2 separate regions of the Sus scrofa genome follow, and region 1 is linked to region 2. Evidence: chromatin contacts called from public Hi-C data. All regions are on one chromosome and are shown on one strand. The core of a region is the stretch at or near the end of the contact, and the rest is flanking DNA. Distances in the headings are between cores, read along the strand shown. Region 1 holds the start of NR2C2AP (nuclear receptor 2C2-associated protein). Region 2 holds the start of TM6SF2 (transmembrane 6 superfamily member 2).

Region 1 (2,700 bases), core at 171-2,670, 59 kb after region 2:
TGAATTCTCCAGCAGTCTTAGAAATAGAATTCCCTCCCTTTCACAGATGAGAAAACTGAGGCTCAGAGGTGTTGACATATTTGTCCAAGATCATACAACCATGGAGTGAGTGGCCCAAGCAGTATTTGAACCACATCTGGGCCTTCCAGTTTCCATGCTCTTACTAAATTCCTCTGGGGTAGGAAGGTGTTTTTGACATTCCCAGTCCCAGCCCTGAAATGAGCAGAGCCAGGTCTGGTTGGCAGCAGACCATGACTGAATGCAGGAAGTCCTGGCAGGCAGGGGCTGATGGGGCAGCCCTTCCGCTGGTGTCCCAGTTTCCCAGCCAGCCCCCACTCCTGGTGTGGACTTGGGCAGACACTAGTAGGCTGCCAGGAGGACCGTTCCCCTAGCCCTTGAAGAAAGGGGCTGCATCTTAGACCGTTCAGTTAAAGCCAGGAACTGCATCCAGTGGTTGCTCTGTCTCAGAACCCTCCATTCATGCAGATTGGATGGTGTACGACCCTTTCTCAAACACCTTCTGTGACTGCTTTAGGCCCATCAGGATCTGGCTCCACATATTTTATTCAAATTCGTGGTCTTTCATCCAACCAGGCCTTTGCTTATGCTATTCTTTCTGCCTGCCACTCACTTCCCCATTTTTCTCACCCTGGTCAATTCCTGCCCACCCATTAAAGTGCAGGTACAATATCTCCTCTCCCAGGAAACCCTCCCTCCAGGAAGAGCCCCTGCTTCCCCAGCCCTATCTCCCCCTTTGGCTTAGCCCTGGTCTTATGGGGTGGGAGTTTATGTGTCTAGCTCTGTCTTACCCAGATTGGGAGATCCTCAGGTTTGAAGCTGGAACTGAGGCCTCTTACAGTTTGGCATCACTCAGCACAGGGCTGAACAATAGGGAGTGGTGGGAGTTGTTTAGTGAATCAGTGAACCAAACATTTAGCTGTATTATCTGAGGTTTTGTATAATCCAATTTGGCAAACTCCTTTTCATCCTTCAAAATCCACCTCATATTCCCCCAAGAAGCCCATCCCAGGCATCTTTTACTGAGAAGACCAAAGGAAGCCAGTGCTCGCAACATCTTGGCCTCTTCCTCAACTGTTCGTCTGGCCTCTGGGAGGCAGTGAGGTGCAGGGGTTCCCAAGTTGCAGTTGCAGTTAGGGAATGAATTGAGCAGACTTCATTCTGCCGGCAGTAAGACATCATTATAAGAAGTCTCTCGGACTCCAAAACTAGTGCTCCATACCCGCGGGCACCAAAGGACAGTGCTCCGCACACAGTAGGCACACAACTGCTTTAGATGCTATCCTCTTGCCTCCATCTCCGAGCGATACGCAGTTATTGGGCGAGAGCCCTTTAAGAGGCGGGCACTGAGGGGGCGGGGCTCAAGTTAAACTCGGCCTCCGGAGTTAGGGATGGGCGTGCCTGAGTCACACTGCGTCTGCGCGGTGTTCACGTGGTTCCGGATCTGGGTTTGGTTTATAGATCTGTTAGAGAAACTGAGGCTCGGAGAGGAAGCAACCGCCCCGAAACCCACAGGAAACCTGTTTCCCTTCGTTGGACCCACTGTGAAAGGCCTGGCCCCAGGTCATTGTCAGTTTCCCAGTTTTTCCAGAAAGGAGGTGATCCAGGCGACATTTAGGACTGGAGTGGAGAGATAGTGACGGTTCTTGTGCGGTGTTACAGGTGAGGACGTGCACCCTCAGATGTGAACGAGGTCGCGCCCCTGTAGCTGCTTTGGTGCCTGGATTCGAACCGGGGCTGAGCCGAGATCTGAGTCCTCCGAGGCCTCGTGGAGCCAAGATGACCCACTCTTTGGTTTGCCCAGAGACTGTTAGCAAGTGAGAGAGGGAACCAGGCGGGTGCGGGGGGGTAGGGGAGGGGAGGCGGCGGGAAGTGGCGAATGGGGCCCTGGACCTGGGGTCCACAGAAATTGGGGAACCAGTGGTGAAGGAGGGGTGGGCCCGGTAGTGGGCAGGCCCTCGCCGCTGGGCTCAGCGCCTCTCCACGCCTTGATGCTGGTTGTTTCCAGGGTAAGTTCTGTGTTGAATCGTAACTACCGGCAGTTTGGAAAGAAACACCTGTTTGACCAGGATGAGGAGACGTGCTGGAACTCAGATCAGGTGAGGCACTCTCTCCCTGAACCCTCCATCCCCAGTGTGAACTAGAATCAGGGCAGTCAGGTTGGCCAAGGAGGAAACATGTGCTCACTGTGCCCTCCCACCTTCCACGGACTGTGTGAATGAGAGAGGGGCATAGCAGGGCTCTGAACCTGGAGTGACTGTGTACTGGTTTCCCTGTCTGCTTCCAGGGCCCCTCCCAGTGGATAATACTGGAGTTTCCCCAGCGCATCTGTGTCTCCCAACTGCAGATCCAGTTCCAGGGGGGCTTCTCCAGTCGCCAGGGTCGTCTGGAAGGTAATGGGAGGCCCTGGAAGGTGGGGGATTGGAGGGGGCACAATGGCCTCACAATCTGTCCCTTTCTCCTCTTCAGGTTCCCAGGGGAGTGAGGCTCTTGCTAAGATTGTGGACTTTTACCCTGAGGACAACAACTCGCTTCAGATATCCTGCCTTAGCCTCCGGGTGGGGTGGTCTGTGCCTCTGAAAGCTGTGGGTCCTGGTGTGTGACCTTAAGCAAATGGTCTCTACATCTGTCAAATGCGCTAATAATCTGTTCTGTGCGAGAGTTCAGAGGGGCCCACAGCTG
Region 2 (2,700 bases), core at 96-2,595:
GCTGCACCAGACACCCCAGGCCTCCAGGGGTCAGAAGTGGGGCTGGAGTAACAGGGAGAACTACCTGGAGGAGGCGTTACTGGGATCTGCTTTAAGAAATGAAGAAATATGCAAGGTTCCATCTTGCAGACAGGAGGGAAGCCTGTAGGATATTGGCACCACCAGAACTGGGAAAGGTCTAGAAGTCTTGACTGGAGATTCAAATCAGCTCAGAGGAACCTAAACTTCAGGCCATAGGCAAGGAGGCACCCGGGGAGGGAGGCTCTCAGGTCAGTGGCCAGAAGATTGTTGTCATCCAGGCTCAGAGATAGGACCCAACTGGCGTGGGGTGGGGGTAGGGGTATGGCAAATGTGAGAGAATATTCCCCCAGCCCTAGACTCAGAGTCCTCCTGGGGCGGGAATCAGGTGGGCACTGTTAACCCTGTTTCCTGCAGCCACAGGCAAAAATCCAAGGCTAGTTTGAGAGGCTGACAAAAAGCTGTCTCATAATTCTCTCTCCACCCTGTAGACCCCTCCCTGGTCCAGCCCTGCCCCTTGCATTCCCCAGTACCCCCCCCACACACTGGCCCCCCATTTGAGCCCAGGTGGCTCAGAACTCTCCCCAGCCCACTCCACCCTGCTCGGTGACCCCTACCAAGCCCCAGCCTTAGCTGCTTTTCTGCTGCTCAGCCCCAAGCCTTAGCTATTCCTCCCAGGAATACCATTCCCAAACTTCTTACCAAACTGGCTCTATCCCCACTTTATAATCTCAGCCAACCCTTGGCACTGTCCCTCGGTCTCCTGAGTTGGGGTTCAGGCTACATGTAAGGAACACAGCACAGAATCACGGAGACCAACGGATCCCCAACCTAGGGCCCTGGCCGTCTGCCTTGAATCGTGGCCCCCACCCCGCCCAGTCAAAACCACACTTGGAAATGTGTTTAAATTTGTCTGTGGCCACTGCATGAAAACTCAAATCCCAGGGAAATAGAACTCTGCACCCAAGCGGATGAGATTCCTCTCTCAGTGCCCACAGACAATGCCCACTTAATCCTGCGCGGGAGGGAGGTCTGGAGAGTGTGAGAGTTTAAAAGGGGACCCATTCAGGATCTGGGTCGAGGATGTGTCGCCGCCGGTGCCTCAGGATGAAGAAAGAAGTGCAGAACGAGGCCCAGAGAACGAATTCCCTTGAAGTGAAGTTGCCAACCAGGGTGCGGGGGGAGCTCTCCAGAACACACACAGAAGTGGAAGCACCCTGAGGCATAGTGTTTTAGCCTTAGAAGAGGGAAACAGGCTGATTGGCGGGGATTGCCACTGGGGACCGCGCCGGCTAGGCAGTCGGGGGCGGGGAGGGGCCACTGCGAGAGGGAGGGGCCCCAGCGGCCGCAGTTGGGCGAGGAAGCTGCGGGGGTCGACCTTTGCGCCAGGCGGGGCCGGGTCGGGTTGGGTCCTTGGCAACTCTTCACCCAGAGGCACCGCCGCGCAGGAGCCAAGCCGCCGCTATGGACGTCCCGCCGCTGGCGGGCAAGATCGCAGTTCTGTCGCTCGGCGCCCTCCCGTTGTCCTACGCGCTCAACCACCTCTCGGCGCTCTCATAGTGCGTTTGGGGAGGGGCCTGGGAGGCCTCGTCGGGGGCGGCTGAGCGGGGGCCGGGGCGGGGGGGTGGTAGGAGGGAGCCGCGGAGGCTAGGGGCAGGATGTGCGGGCGCGGGAGAGCCCTGTGCTCCCGCGCCGCTCCGTCTGGAGAGGATGGGGGGCTGGGTCAGAAAAACCCTCCACCTCCAGTCGGAAATCCCCTTCCAGTCGCCCCGGAGCTGTGTGGTGTGGTTGAGGGCGCTCCCTGGATGTTTGGGGCCTGGGGAGGAGGCACTTTGAAAAGCACAGCCCCCAGCAAAGCAGAGTTTTGGAGAGTTTCTGGAGTTTTCCCAGGGATGTGCCCAGCACAGGCTCCAAGGGTCAAAGTATTGCCCCAGATAAGGCCCCAGTGACCCGGCTCTTGCCACACCACACTCTCTGCTGCACCACCCCTACCAGCCGGTCCCTCCATCACTGGTCTTAGGCCTGGGACTTTCTTCTCTTCAGGGCTGGCCCACCCTGTCCCTAGCCTGTTTCCTCTACATACCTGGACCTCTCCTGTCCCTGTATCCTAACCTCAACTCAGATCCAGCCACCCTGAGAGGCATTCACAAGCCCCTCACACTCCCAAACCCAGCACGACTCAAGACACAGGATAGAGGGAATCTTGACTGGATTTGGCTTCTTGGGTACACATTCCTGGCTTCATCCCCCTGGAGACCGAGTGATCCAGGTTGAACATCATCCTAGATCTCATCCTATAGTTAAAATTAAGAATTACAGATTGGGGTGTTACCTTTGTGGCGCAGCAGAAACAAATCCAACTAGCAACCACCAGGATGTGGGTTTGATCCCTGGCCTCGCTCAGTGGGTTGGGGATCTGGCGTTGTGGTGAGCTGTGGTGTAGGTCTCAGACATGGCTTAGATCTGGCGTTGCTGTGGCCAAGGCATAGGCCGGCAGCTGTAGCTCCGATTTGACCCCTAGCCTGGGAACTTCCATATGCCCCAGGTGCAGCCCTGAAAAGCAAAACAACAACAACAACAAGGATTACAAATTGTGTGCTGAGACCCTGGTCTGGTCTCATCTGATTACCGTAATTGTCACTGTTGGTAGGATGGGGCCAGGAATGGGGATCCTAGGGGTGA

The links. A called contact is a pair of places that touch in the nucleus more often than the background predicts.
Region 1: a Hi-C map of liver shows a contact between it and region 2, with 2.6 times the contacts expected there. The contact joins the promoter of NR2C2AP here to the promoter of TM6SF2 in region 2. A contact is called at or near these places in 6 of 47 Hi-C or Micro-C datasets (embryonic fibroblasts, fetal skeletal muscle, liver and 1 more) and 1 of 2 datasets of contacts at active chromatin or transcription factors (alveolar macrophages).

The regions. Positions count from the first base shown.
Region 1 is chr2:58,674,567-58,677,266 of Sscrofa11.1, forward strand. It overlaps NR2C2AP (nuclear receptor 2C2-associated protein), which reads left to right and starts at 1,421. Exons shown (of 6, transcript XM_021083440.1): 1 at 1,421-1,581; 2 at 1,681-1,835; 3 at 2,027-2,117; 4 at 2,306-2,411; 5 at 2,488-2,555. The coding sequence starts at 1,798.
Region 2 is chr2:58,615,868-58,618,567 of Sscrofa11.1, forward strand. TM6SF2 (transmembrane 6 superfamily member 2) reads left to right here and starts at 1,346. Exons shown (of 10, transcript XM_021083435.1): 1 at 1,346-1,577. The coding sequence starts at 1,483.